2 separate regions of the Mus musculus genome follow, and region 1 is linked to region 2. The links are chromatin contacts, called in public promoter capture Hi-C maps. All regions are on one chromosome and are shown on one strand. The core of a region is the stretch at or near the end of the contact, and the rest is flanking DNA. Distances in the headings are between cores, read along the strand shown. Region 1 overlaps Gm33861 (a long non-coding RNA gene). Region 2 overlaps Gm40777 (a long non-coding RNA gene).

Evidence for each region. Capture Hi-C pulls out chosen DNA fragments and counts their contacts.
Region 1: a contact with region 2 is called in a promoter capture Hi-C map of adipose tissue, with 2.4 times the contacts expected there. The contact joins two enhancer-like sites. A contact is called at or near these places in 7 of 39 promoter capture datasets (the HPC-7 cell line, liver, maxillary cranial neural crest and 3 more), 36 of 484 Hi-C or Micro-C datasets (3T3-L1-derived adipocytes, B cells, CD8 T cells and 25 more), 18 of 115 datasets of contacts at active chromatin or transcription factors (the NIH/3T3 cell line, T-cell acute lymphoblastic leukemia, astrocytes and 15 more) and 2 of 9 other capture datasets (adipose tissue and pancreatic islet).

What each region holds. Positions count from the first base shown.
Region 1 is chr10:119,062,020-119,068,359 of GRCm38.p6, forward strand. Gm33861 (a long non-coding RNA gene) reads right to left here. Exons shown (of 4, transcript XR_380851.2): 4 at 5,386-5,689. Among named protein-coding and RNA genes, the nearest start is that of Gm33861, 11 kb to the right of the region's middle. Within about 2 kb of position 3,557, at least 142 of the 459 cell types and tissues checked have an H3K27ac peak or open chromatin away from gene starts, as enhancers often do. A contact at or near this core is called in the HPC-7 cell line, adipose tissue, hematopoietic stem and progenitor cells and 1 more, where this site is marked.
Region 2 is chr10:118,879,072-118,885,209 of GRCm38.p6, forward strand. Gm40777 (a long non-coding RNA gene) reads left to right here. Exons shown (of 3, transcript XR_872090.1): 2 at 246-372; 3 at 2,015-3,270. It also overlaps a transcript of Dyrk2 not described here and the pseudogene Gm26976. Among named protein-coding and RNA genes, the nearest start is that of Gm40777, 10 kb to the left of the region's middle. Within about 2 kb of position 2,655, at least 106 of the 459 cell types and tissues checked have an H3K27ac peak or open chromatin away from gene starts, as enhancers often do. A contact at or near this core is called in the HPC-7 cell line, adipose tissue, hematopoietic stem and progenitor cells and 1 more, where this site is marked.

The sequences.
Region 1 (6,340 bases), core at 2,307-4,806, 180 kb after region 2:
GAGCCATGGTTACCCAGGAGCCACTGGTGCAGTCAAATGTCAGCTCACATGGTGAGATCATTGAAGAATACACAAGATTCTCCAACCCTGTTACTCAAGTTCACCCACTCATGGCTTCTTGCCTACTTGGCCTCTCCCCAGTCTGAGGTAGAGCTTTCCTTATCAAAGTGACTCCTGAGATCCTCCGGCTGTCCTCTGCCCCTGCCGTGTGCTCCCACACACATCTCTTAGGTGTCAGCACTTGAGTTACTATCGTTCATTCAGAAAACAGAACTTTGCTTCTTACTTTGAGTTAATCGTTTCTCGTTTTCCCAAGGTGATTCAGAAACCCAGAGCTCACTGACAGAGTGTGGGCAGCTGTGTGGGCCTGCGGAACCACCTCCCGGCTCCAAAACACTGCAGGGCACGCTTAGAAAGGCAGCTGGGGAAGGCAGCGAGGAGACTCAGGTTTTATCCAATCATGAGAGAAATGCAAGAGGTCTGTTTCTGAAAAACCACCATTTGACTGGCTGAGGATCTGAGCAGTGCTCAAACTCGCCATCGGTTCTAGCCGTTCAAGCCTTGCTTGTCAAAGGCTTGTCAGTCGTCTGCTGGGTCCAACGCTCGCCACACGCTCGTTTTTTTGAAGCAGTGAGTTGGAGCGTGTTGTTGCACGTGGGAACCACATCAGCAGCCACACCAGGCTTAAGAAGGACGGCTACACATAGAACCCACGCAACTTTCCTGTCTCCTGGCCAACTGAGGCAGCACATCAGAGGTAGGACCAAGTGGAAACCTCCACCTTCTAAGAATCGTCACCTTCTGGGATTGTTCGAACCCTTGCTAGTCAGCATAAACGTGGCAGGTGCTGTGCTACCAATCAGGGCTAGACTGATATATAAAGAAGCACCAACCCCCAAGATCTACAGTCGGCTGTCAATCACACACACACACACACACACACACACACACACATAACAACCTTCCCAAAAGAGCCTGTCCCTCCCTGCTTCACCTTCCTCCTGTCTCTCATCAGCCTCATGAGTAAAGTGCTACTTCATCCAAAAGCCTTTCTTGAGGTATCCGGTGGGCTTCAGATGCCTTTCAGGGTTCCACAGTGCTGCAAGCTCCTTGTAGGAGTTCAGCTAGCTACTTGTTTTTCACCAGCCTCTGGCTGGCCAGTGACCTAAGGACAACAGTCTCTCATGTCCATTTCCGGTGACCACATTACTTCCTGCATGCTACAGGGACACAATGGGACATGTCCAACCCGAGACCCACAGGCCTCAGGGAACCACTCGTGACCTTGGCAAGTAACGAGGCAGTCTGGTACAAAACGACAAACATGAAACATTAAACAATAAACACGAAACATTGTGTTCTGTCACTGGATTGTCTGATTCTCTCTGGTGGACTCCGTGGATGAGAACATCAACTTCCCACAGCCAAACTGTTGGCTTGAACCCTCTTGTGCTGACAACCGAGCAAAGGATAGCACTATTCAGAGTCGTTAGGAGTGGAGGGAAGACACCCAAAGGCTCCACCCGGGAGATATGACTGCTAATCAAAATTGCAGCTGGAAAGCCTGAGTCATCCAGGCCTGGGATGATTGAAGGGCAGAGAGACGTCGCAAGCAGAAGGCATGAGGAAGAAGATAAAAGCCGGAGGGGGCCAGGTCAACGTCAGAGGACTGCTGGGCAGACTGTATTGGTAGAGCAAAGCATGATGGGATGAATGAGGGTCACACAAGCAACAGTGGCTGGATGGGAAGGGGCAGGTCCTCAGCCCATCTTCCCTTGTACCCATCCAAATAAAACCAGCAGACTGGGGAGACTCCAGAGCTGGTCTCCTCGGAACACATAAGCGACACTGGACTGCTGTGTCCAGTCCCCAGGCTGAATAATCTCCCGTGCGTCATTGCCCAGTTCTGTAAGATCCCACATGGGGTCTCCTCCACTGGGAAGCTTTCAGACAATCGTGTGTGTGTGTGTGTGTGTGTGTGTGTGTGTGTAAGACAGAGGTTAACATCTGGTGTCTTTCTCTACCACTGTCCACCCTATTTGTTGAGACAGAGGTTCACCTGGAGCTCATCAACTGGATAAGAGTAAGGGCTCAGCAATAGCCCCAGGGACCATCCCCATTCCCAGATCTCCAGCACTAGTATTACAGGCCCTTATGCCTGGCTTTTTACATGTCTGATGAGGATACACAATGAGATCCCTGTGTTTGCCTGTCTACCTATGTAGCCATGTCTCGATGCCCCCACCCAGGTCTCTGTGTTAATTATGCTCTACTCACAAAGGGTGTCCCTTATCACAAATAGTATGTACACTTCCCCTCCACTTGATAGGCTTATTTTTCCCAAAATCAGCCTGACTTCTTCCTCAACCCCGGCACTTCTGATGACATCATACCACCCAGCTTTTTATCTCGACACGCTGTCATTTCTAATGTTAATTTTAGCAATTTCATCAGTGGCCGTCAAGGAAATCAATATCCCACGTGGGCTAATCCCTGCCCTAGAGAAGAGCAGCTCTGCGACCCATCTTATTTGCTGATAGACTATCACACGAGAGGGTTTAGTCACTGGCTAATGCGATCCACCGCTGCGCTCTGCGTTCTGTCTCTGTGCTGGGCACTGATGGAGCCTGGAAATTAAAGATGAACAAGATGTGTCTTACTCTAAAGTGATTACTGACCCGTGGAGCAAGTTCTAGGCATTGTGGAAATTATTCATGAGGTGGGTAGGGCCAAGACTACCCTAGATCAGGGTGTCTTGAACTGTGGTCCCTCTGCCAACAATGGCACCATGACCTGGAAACTCATCTGATAAGAGCTTCCTTGGGCTCCTCTGACAACCCTGCTGTATTGGAGCTGTTCCTACAAAATTGATTTAGCATCCTTCCAGGGGTGTTGGCTGGGATAAGGGAGAGAAAGAACCTCCGGGTCTACACCACACACTCCCAACCTCTCTCTCCGTCTCCTCCTTCTTCTACAGAACTAGTAACATAGCCAGGGCACATCAGTCCAGAGAGACACTCCCCAAGATAAAGTAAAACACTGTCTTAGCACGTAAGGACCACACCGGACACCCTCTGCCTAGAACCAGAGAGATGCTTCTCGAAGATCAGCCGTGGTTCAGGCCACGCTGATGCGAACCCCTTCAGTGGACAAGAAAGCACGGAGGCTAAGATTGCCACTTTTGCCCCTGCTGCCTCGGAGGAAAACAAGCAATAGTCTCAGCTTGAGAACTCAAAGCGAAGGGACTCTGGGGCCATCGCGGTGTACGGGGGACCAGATCATGGTCTTAGCCCGTGAGTCCCGTGGCCCTGTGACTACTTTAAGTAAATTAAAGCACGCTGCTTTCTTTCTGGAATTCAAGGACAATGGATCCTGCCCATGGCAGACCTTGGCAGACCTCTCAGAACTCCTGGCCACTGGGTTTTTTTGTTTTGTTTTGGGTTTTTTTTTTTTTTTTTGGCTTCTTGCCACGTGTCATTAGTGACCTATTTTCCCTGCTGTGAGCTCAGCCATATCGAAGGCCCCTGAATCAGCAGTTTCTCCTCCACTTTGCTGGCTCCAGGCTGGTGAAACCGACACTAGCGTCACAGAGCATGCCACCTCGTATGCTCTCCCTCCCGTCCTCGGGGGAGGCGGAGAGCACGTGATCCTGATAAAGACGTAGGCTTTGACCTGAGGCTGCCTGGGAGAGCCCAGCTGTCGTGCCTCCTCCAGATAAACCGCTGAACCTGGGATTATTTTAGCTGAATAAGTAATCAGAACTAAAAATAGCCTTAAACTGCCTGGGCTTTGTTTAAACCCTGCCCAGGTGGGAAAGATAAGGTTTTTTGTTTTGTTTTGTTTTTTTAAATATAATCTAATTACAAAAGCATATTTTAAAACACTTTACTCCAAAATGCAAAAACTACTTTTACAACACGCCTATTTGGAATATAGTGCTCAGTTAATCTGGCTCTCTGAAAAAAAGAAAATGCCGTCATTTGAATTGCATACCGAGTTGAGATTACCAGTTGTTAAAAGCAACCAGAAATTGTGCTTAAACCTTCTAGGGATATCTTCAAACATAAATCCACGTGGGAAAATTACCCTTTGCTGCTTTAAAAACCAGCAAAAGCGAGCTTGCTGCCAGGCCTATTAATCTAGAAGCCACGTCCCACTAGAGGGCGCTGTCCTGGTCCGTCCTTCTCAGCCTCAGCGGCTTCCTGCTTTGTCCCTTTGCAGAGTGCTTCTTTTTTTTTTTTTTTTTTTTTTTTTTTTTTTTTTTGTTTTTTTTTGTTTTTTTTTTTTGTTTTTTTTTTTTTTCCATTTTTTATTAGGTATTTAGCTCATTTACATTTCCAATGCTATACCAAAAGTCCCCCTTACCCACCCACCCCCACTCCCCTACCCACCCACTCCCCCCCTTTGGCCCTGGCGTTCCCCTGTACCGGGGCACACAAAGTCTGCGTGTCCAATGGGCCTCTCTTTCCAGTGATGGCCGACTAGGCCATCTTTTGATACATATGCAGCTAGAGTCAAGAGCTCAGGGGTACTGGTTAGTTCATAATGTTGTTCCACCTATAGGGTTGAAGATCCCTTTAGCTCCTTGGGTACTTTCTCTAGCTCCTCCATTGGGAGCCCTGTGATCCATCCATTAGCTGACTGTGAGCATCCACTTCTGTGTTTGCTAGGCCCCGGCATAGTCTCACAAGAGACAGCTACATCTGGGTCCTTTCGATAAAATCTTGCTAGTATATGCAATGGTGTCAGCGTTTGGATGCTGATTATGGGGTGGATCCCTGGCTATGGCAGTCTCTACATGGTCCATCCTTTCATCTCAGCTCCAAACTTTGTTTCTGTAACTCCTTCCATGGGTGTTTTGTTCCCACTTCTAAGGAGGGGCATAGTGTCCACACTTCAGTCTTCATTTTTCTTGAGTTTCATGTGTTTAGGAAATTGTATCTTATATCGTGGGTATCCTAGGTTTTGGGCTAGTATCCACTTATCAGTGAGTACATATTGTGTGAGTTCCTTTGTGATTGTGTTACCTCACTCAGGATGATGCTCTCCAGGTCCATCCATTTGGCTAGGAATTTCATAAATTCATTCTTTTTAATAGCTGAGTAGTACTCCATTGTGTAGATGTACCACATTTTCTGTATCCATTCCTCTGTTGAGGGGCATCTGGGTTCTTTCCAGTTTCTGGCTATTATAAATAAGGCTGCTATGAACATAGTGGAGCATGTGTCCTTCTTACCAGTTGGGGCTTCTTCTGGATATATGCCCAGGAGAGGTATTGCTGGATCCTCCGGTAGTACTATGTCCAATTTTCTGAGGAACCGCCAGACTGATTTCCAGAGTGGTTGTACAAGCCTGCAATCCCACCAACAATGGAGGAGTGTTCCTCTTTCTCCACATCCTCGCCAGCATCTGCTGTCACCTGAATTTTTGATCTTAGCCATTCTCACTGGTGTGAGGCAGGGCTGGGGCGCGTTTCATCGTCACAACAATTCCTTCCTCCCTCTAGAGACACAGCCCCACCCAAGCAGTGCACCTGGCGGCCCCTCTGGGGCTATTTCTTCCTGCTCCGTGTTTTGTTTCTATCTCTTCTTTTCTGGCTCAGAAGTTACAATGAGCACCTACTGAAAGTCATTCAGAGAAGATGGACCAGCTTAGCTAGGAAGCAAATTGACCCTGCTGCGTCTGGATTCTAGGGAAACAGAAGGAAGACATGAGATGATGGATGAATCAAGTTATTCATTCGGGACCATTAAACACACGACAGGCGACAGATCCCGGAGAAGACCTCTTCTGTCTCAATACACTCCCACCCCACCGTGTGGAGTTTCTCACTCTCTGAGATTCAGTCTTCCCATTTGGAAGCATAAGATAACAAGATACCAACCCCAGCAATCAGTTCTTATCTTGGGTACTTTTGAGGGTCGTTTTTATTATTTGTATGTGTTCATTTGAGTGTATCTGTGTTATGAGTGTACAGGTGCCCACAGAGGCCAGAAGAGGGCGCCACTACGATCCCCTTGGAGCTGGAGTTACAGGGATTATAAGCCACTAGACACCAGCGCTGGGAGGTGAACTCAGATCCTCTGGACGAGTGGGAAGTGATCTTAACTCCTGAGCCATTTCTCATGCCACCTTCCTTTGGTGTTTTGAGACATGGTCTTGCTATGTCGCCTGGACTGGCCTCCAACTTGGCACCTGATGCTACTGTCTCCTGAGATCTGGAGTTACAGATGAATAGTCCTGTGCTTGGGTTTGGCTACATTGACTGTTCTGAGCTAAAATAATAACATATTGCCTTGTTCATACATTCCTGTCGTGGAACAATGTAAACAAAGTATCC
Region 2 (6,138 bases), core at 1,405-3,904:
TCCTGAGACACTGGTGCCCAGGCCAAGTGTATCAAGGTCAAATCCTCTCCGTGTGCCGGTTTGCATGGTTCTGCTTTCTCGTGTGTTCTCCCTTAGCCGGGCCAGAATTGCCACGTGGTCTATTGTGTCAGTCAGGGTTCTCTGACAGAACCGATAGGACCGTTTAATATACACTCAAAGGGGGGTTATTAGAGTGGCTTACAGGCTATGGTCAGAATGGTCTAACAATGGCTGTCTCTTGGCAGAAAGGCTCCATCGGTTGTCCAGTTGCCCAGTCCACAAGACTGAATGCCTCAGCACTTCCTCTCCGCTGCAGCTCGGGGAAGTCCTAGAGAGATGACAGTCTTCAGTCTACATTAGAATATCAGGGAGGTAGGTTCTAATGCCAACAAAAGGGATCTCTCAGGAACACGACAGATGAACTTGCCGGTCAGAGTTAGGGCAAGCAAGCAAAGAGCAAAGGCTTCCTTGTTCCATGTCGTTTTATGTGGGCTGCCATTGTAAGGTGTGGCCCAGATGTAGGGTCAGTCTTCAAACTATCTGGATTTCTCGTCATTCTCCCAACTCAAATAATCCAACCACGACAAATCTCTCACAAGTATGCCCAGCTGCTTCAGTTTTAGTTAATCCCAAGTGTGGGCAAGGGGACCCCCAAGGTCAGTTATCATAACAATCCGGACAATGTATGAAAAAGTGAAGTTAACCCCAGAGACTTGATGTAAATACTTTATGGAATGTGAAAGCAAGTGTAGAATTGGTCACTTCCTATACGGTTAATCCAAGCATCTTCAGAAAAGTGCATTGGAATGTTGGGGAATAATGGAAATTGCTAGCAAAAAAAAGTACTAATGGCCAAGAATCTAGGGCAAGTTTTGAATGTTTGAAATAAACATTCGAAACATTAGGTGAGCTCTCTCTTCTTGAAACATAAACAGCTGACATAAACTTGGGATGAGATCATTTCTAGATCTAAAAAAGCTGTTATGAATCCCATTGTATGACTAAATAGAAAAATGCAATTATTTCACAAATATAAAGTAGCACAATGGCCTTCTAAGACAAAATGCTCTCTAATTGAAAAGATAATAGAAAAGAGAGGCATTGGGTCGCCTCTTAAGAAAGAAAGAAAAAATGTAAGTCAGAGGTCTCCAGGAAGCAAATGGGCAGCAAAAAGTGTCTGAAGGAAGTGTTTCTAAGAGTAAGTCATGGGGAAACACTAATACCCTGCAGCCTAGAACGCACCAAAGAAATCCATGGGGCTGCGTATGGCTGGACGCAACATCAGCACCTTTCCAGGACATGGTGGAAGAAAGGAAGGAATTTCAAAAATCTAAATAAATGCAGCTGGTACAGCAACGTCCATGTACTGAGTGCAGGCACATTTCTAATGGAAGACTTGTTCGTGTCTACTTGATGTAAATCATAGCACATGGACCTCATGGCCGAAGTACCACTGTGACTCAGCTGTGGACTAATTATGTCCATTCCCTGTTTCTCAGCTTCTCCCTCTTGGTTCCTAGCTCCTAAAATATCATCTTCCTCACAGCCTTCCTATGAAGCTTAAGGAATGCAATCTATTTCTGAGGCACAGGACAGAACCTAGCATATAGAGAGGGCACAATACATATGACTTAGTATCACTTGATAACACTCTGGGCAAACATAGATGCTCCTAGATTTTTCCATCTTAGACTTAACAAACCAAGAGCAGTAGAAAGATGCCAGTAAAATATGCACCCATAATTACAACAAGGACAAATAAATTATTTTAAAACCAGGACATTAAAGCATTGTGGCCTTTCAATTCTTGAATTTGAAATGTCAGCTGATAGTACAGACAACAGTCTGGCATGAAAGTCACAATTCCACTTGATGTTGCAATCATTTAAACTAATATTTATTATTGAAGACAGGTGCCTCACCCTGTAATAGGCTTAGCAAAATCCTTCTTACCAAGCCTGTCAGCCCATTCAGGAGATGGATGTGGAACCCCACTTTGTCCTGTCTCTTGCAGCTTCCTCTACGTGCTCATCAGTAAGAGTGAAGGCTCTGTCTAAGGAAGATGGTGGATGGCATCCCAGCACCTGCACTTCATCACCCGACTGTGGCAGCTTCTGCTATTATATGTAACCTTGCGTTTTTAACTGTAGGGAAAAAGAAGTCACTTGCCCACCTAACATGCCAGCTATTGGAATTGTAAGAACTAACCCCACTCAGGCATCCCTTCTCTCAGTTATTTCAAAAGTAAAGCAGGAAGAAAGAAGAACCTGCCTTCCAACTGTATAGATACATGCAGCGTGTGGAAATGAAGCCACTCCAGGGCAAACGACCCCCAAGAGTTCTCCGGAAGATGGAATTCTTCCCAATTTTGTGTGTGTGTGTGTGTGTGTGTTTTCCTGTGATAAAACATCTTGATAAAAGCAACTTAGGGGCTAAGGAATTTAGTTGGTTCACAGTTCATTTATAGTTTATTCTTGTGGGGAAGTCAGGACACCTGAGGCATATATTACATCCATAGTCAAGACCACAGAGCAAGGAGTTTACGAATGCACCAGAGTGCTCAGCTTGCTCTCTCCATGCTCACAGAGTCCACCATTTCCTGTCTAGAGGACTGTCCCACTGGGATCAATCTATGCAGAATAATCCCTCACAGACACGTGCATAACTAACCTAGTCTAGACAATCCACATTAGGACTTCTTAGATTACACCTAGATTGTATTGAGTTGACAATGAGCGCTAGTTCCTCTAGGGTCATGAACTAGGTTCCAGCCACCTATTGGGAAGGAAAAAGGTAATGTGCCCCACAAAGTCTACTCCATCATCTTGGGTTCCTTTCTTTCAGTGAAGATTTCCAGAAAAAAAGGGGGGATGAAAAAATGACTTACTGGGGGAAATATGAAAAACACCCAGGATCATAATAAAAATCCTTTCCACCATGGGTTGAATCCAGTCAGAGCCTGTCCTTTTTCTTCCACCTCTTGCGATTTCTGAAACATCGTTTGAAGAAACATTTCATGACGGTCTTTCAAAATGTCAACCTATTTTGGAGTCGGCAAAGCCGACTTTCCTTTGTTCCGTGTTGTTAACGCAGAGCTATAATCTGAGAAGTTTTTACACAGAAACAATAAGAAAGCTGACAACTTTCATTTTAAGAAATCTTGAAAAGGTGGGGAATTATGTATATTGTATTATTAGTATGCTTTTACTCCTGTATATGTGAATATTAGCACTTCATACGTAAATAGAAACTTCAGGTCATAAGTAAAATGCACGGTCTCTCCTATGCAGGAAAAAAGGTCGTCAAAGCCATGAGGGGATTTAAAAGATCCACTCAGTCAATAATTAAAACAGTTTGCGTGTAGCTGGCAAATTTAGAAAGTGAAAGTTAAAAGCCATCAATCAATAGCATTCTGCAGATATGTTTTGTTTGGCTTTTACATGGGACTTTTTGAAAATGTGAACGCGAGTCCAGCCTTTTAAAATTAGACTTCATGTAAATACACATGTTTCTGGTTGTTCTAGAAACAACACAAAATCAGACTGCATTAGCCTTCCTTCCATCTTTCACAATAGTGGCATACAAGCCTTCCTATCCCCACCTCCACCCTGGGCCCTGCAGAATACCACAGCCCCTACCACTTCCTGTTATTGTACGTGCGCCTTTGCTTTTGGTGGTACCTACTTCTACAGCATGCCGGTAACCTCTACATGAGTTTTTTAATTAATGGAATTTCCTCACCACTGCCTTTCCACAGATAGGAACGCATCTCCCCGCTCCCCGCTCTTTCCTTTCTTTGTTTATTTGGGTATTTATTTACACCGAGACTGCTCAGACTGGTCTTGTTTATAAATAAAAATCTGGAACAAGAAGTATCGTTTTGCCTCGCAGTTAGTTGTGGAGACTCTGAAATCATGGCTTGTTTGAGATCTACCTGAGGTGACCTGGCGTAGCCACTGCAGACAGCTCTATGGGGATTCATCATATACTGTAAAAGCATACATTGTTTCCTTACAGTTACCATCTTGCTTTGTCTGGAAGTTGTTAAGGTCTTGAAGTTTCTGTAGACATTCACGAGCACGTTTTGAATAGGGCAGAAATCCCCATGTCTCCCTACTGTGGAAGGGCCCAGGGGAAGAATACATTTAGGACACCGATGACTCTTGAAATAGCCTGCTTATTCAGTAGTGCTGCATACTAGTTTGTATCTGAACATATCGTGGCCAGCATTAAATGCCAGACTTCTACCCTTCCAAAGTATTTCCCCTAATGTGCTTCCTGTCTCGGCGTAGGGAACTTCCGGTGTTCCGGTCAGCCAGGCCGTGTGCCTTGAAGCAGTTCAGCTAGTTTTATTTGTCAACTTTTATCACAACCTAGAATCATCTTGAAAAAGGGAAGCTCAACCGAGGAATTCCCAGATTTCAGTGGCCTGGGACCGTGTCTGTGACAGGTTGTCTTGGTTGTGGTTCATGAGGGAAAATCCAGGCTGCCATGCATCTAGGCTATATAGGGAAGTTAGCGAAGCGTGAGCCGGAGACAACTGTTTCTGCCTCAGTTACTGCTCGGGATCCTGTTGTCACTTCCTTCAGAGATGACCCATGACCTGGAAGTGTAAGCCAAATAAAACCCTTTCCTCCCCAGGTTACTTCCGGCCAGACTGTTTTATCGCAGCCACGGGAAATTGAGTAGAATGTGGTTGTTTATTCTCCTCTTGCTCTTATCCGTCCATCCCATCATCTACAAAACCTAATAACCTCACACTAAAAGAATTCTACCAACCACTCACTTCTCTTTATGGCTAATATCGCCATAATTAAAGGCAACGCTACAGCTCAACCGCATCATGAGAAATATCTTCTTACGTAGTCTCCATTGCTCCTTTTATTCCCAACATGGCTACCATGAGGATCCCTTCCAGATGACCTTTCAGGTGTTCCCTTCAGATGTCCCTTTTGGACAAACCTGTTGCACCACTTCTCAAAATCTAATGCCTCTTCAGTAGCCAGAGTCAAAGGCAAAGTTCTTGGTGTAACTAAAAGCTCCTAAGTGATTCTCACCCTCCCTCCTCATCTTGTGAGGTAAGCACCTCCCTTGTACACTTCAGCACCACAGACCTGTTGTTGCCTCTCAAGCATTCCACACCCAGGGCTGAGAAGGAGGTGCAATGGGTATAAGTGTGAAGGAAGATCAGAACCCGACATTCATAAGATAGCTAGTGTGGCAGTCTTGCTTATACTCCAGCCCTGGGGAGGAGGGTACAAAGAGAAGGAAGGGGGCGGGGCAAGGGAGATCTCTGAGGCTCACCAGTGAGCCTAGCCAAAGGCACAAATGGTAGGTTCAGTTACAGAAAGACCATCTCAAAATTTAACTTGGGGAGTCATAGAGGAAGATGCTCAAAGTTGACCTCTGGCTTCCACATGCACAGAAATTGGGGGGGGGGGCACATGTGTATATACATGCATGTACATGATACACACACATAAACACTATGCCATACTCATTTCGCACCCAGAGCCATATTTGTATCAGCTCTTTTGCCTAGAATGTTCTTCCTTTAAAAAGCCCTCACCTCTTTCAAGTCTTTGGTACATGTTGTTGGTTGGCTGGAGTCAACCCTAGTCCACTGAAGATCCATTGAAGATAGTATGCATCCTAGCATGCACACACACACATATGCACACATGTATGCACACATGTATACATACATATATAAATACACACATATAGACATATATATACACATATACATACATACACATGTACACATACAGACACACATATACACTCATATATACACATGCACACATATACATTCACACATGTATACACACACATACAGACACATATGTACACATGTACATACATACATACACACATGTATACACACATACACATGCACATGTACATACACACACACACACACACACACACACACACCTTTTTTGTGCTCTCACCATCTGGCATGACACACATCTTTGCTCAGTTGTTTTCTCTTTGTTTCCTTCTTCTAGAACACACATTCTGAGAACAGGAGCTTTCCTTGTGTGTGTGTGTGTGTGTGTGTGTGTGTGTGTGTGTGTGTGTGTGTGTGTGTGTGTGTTTTTAACCTGCTGTTTTTTAGTGCCCAGAATAGCTCAT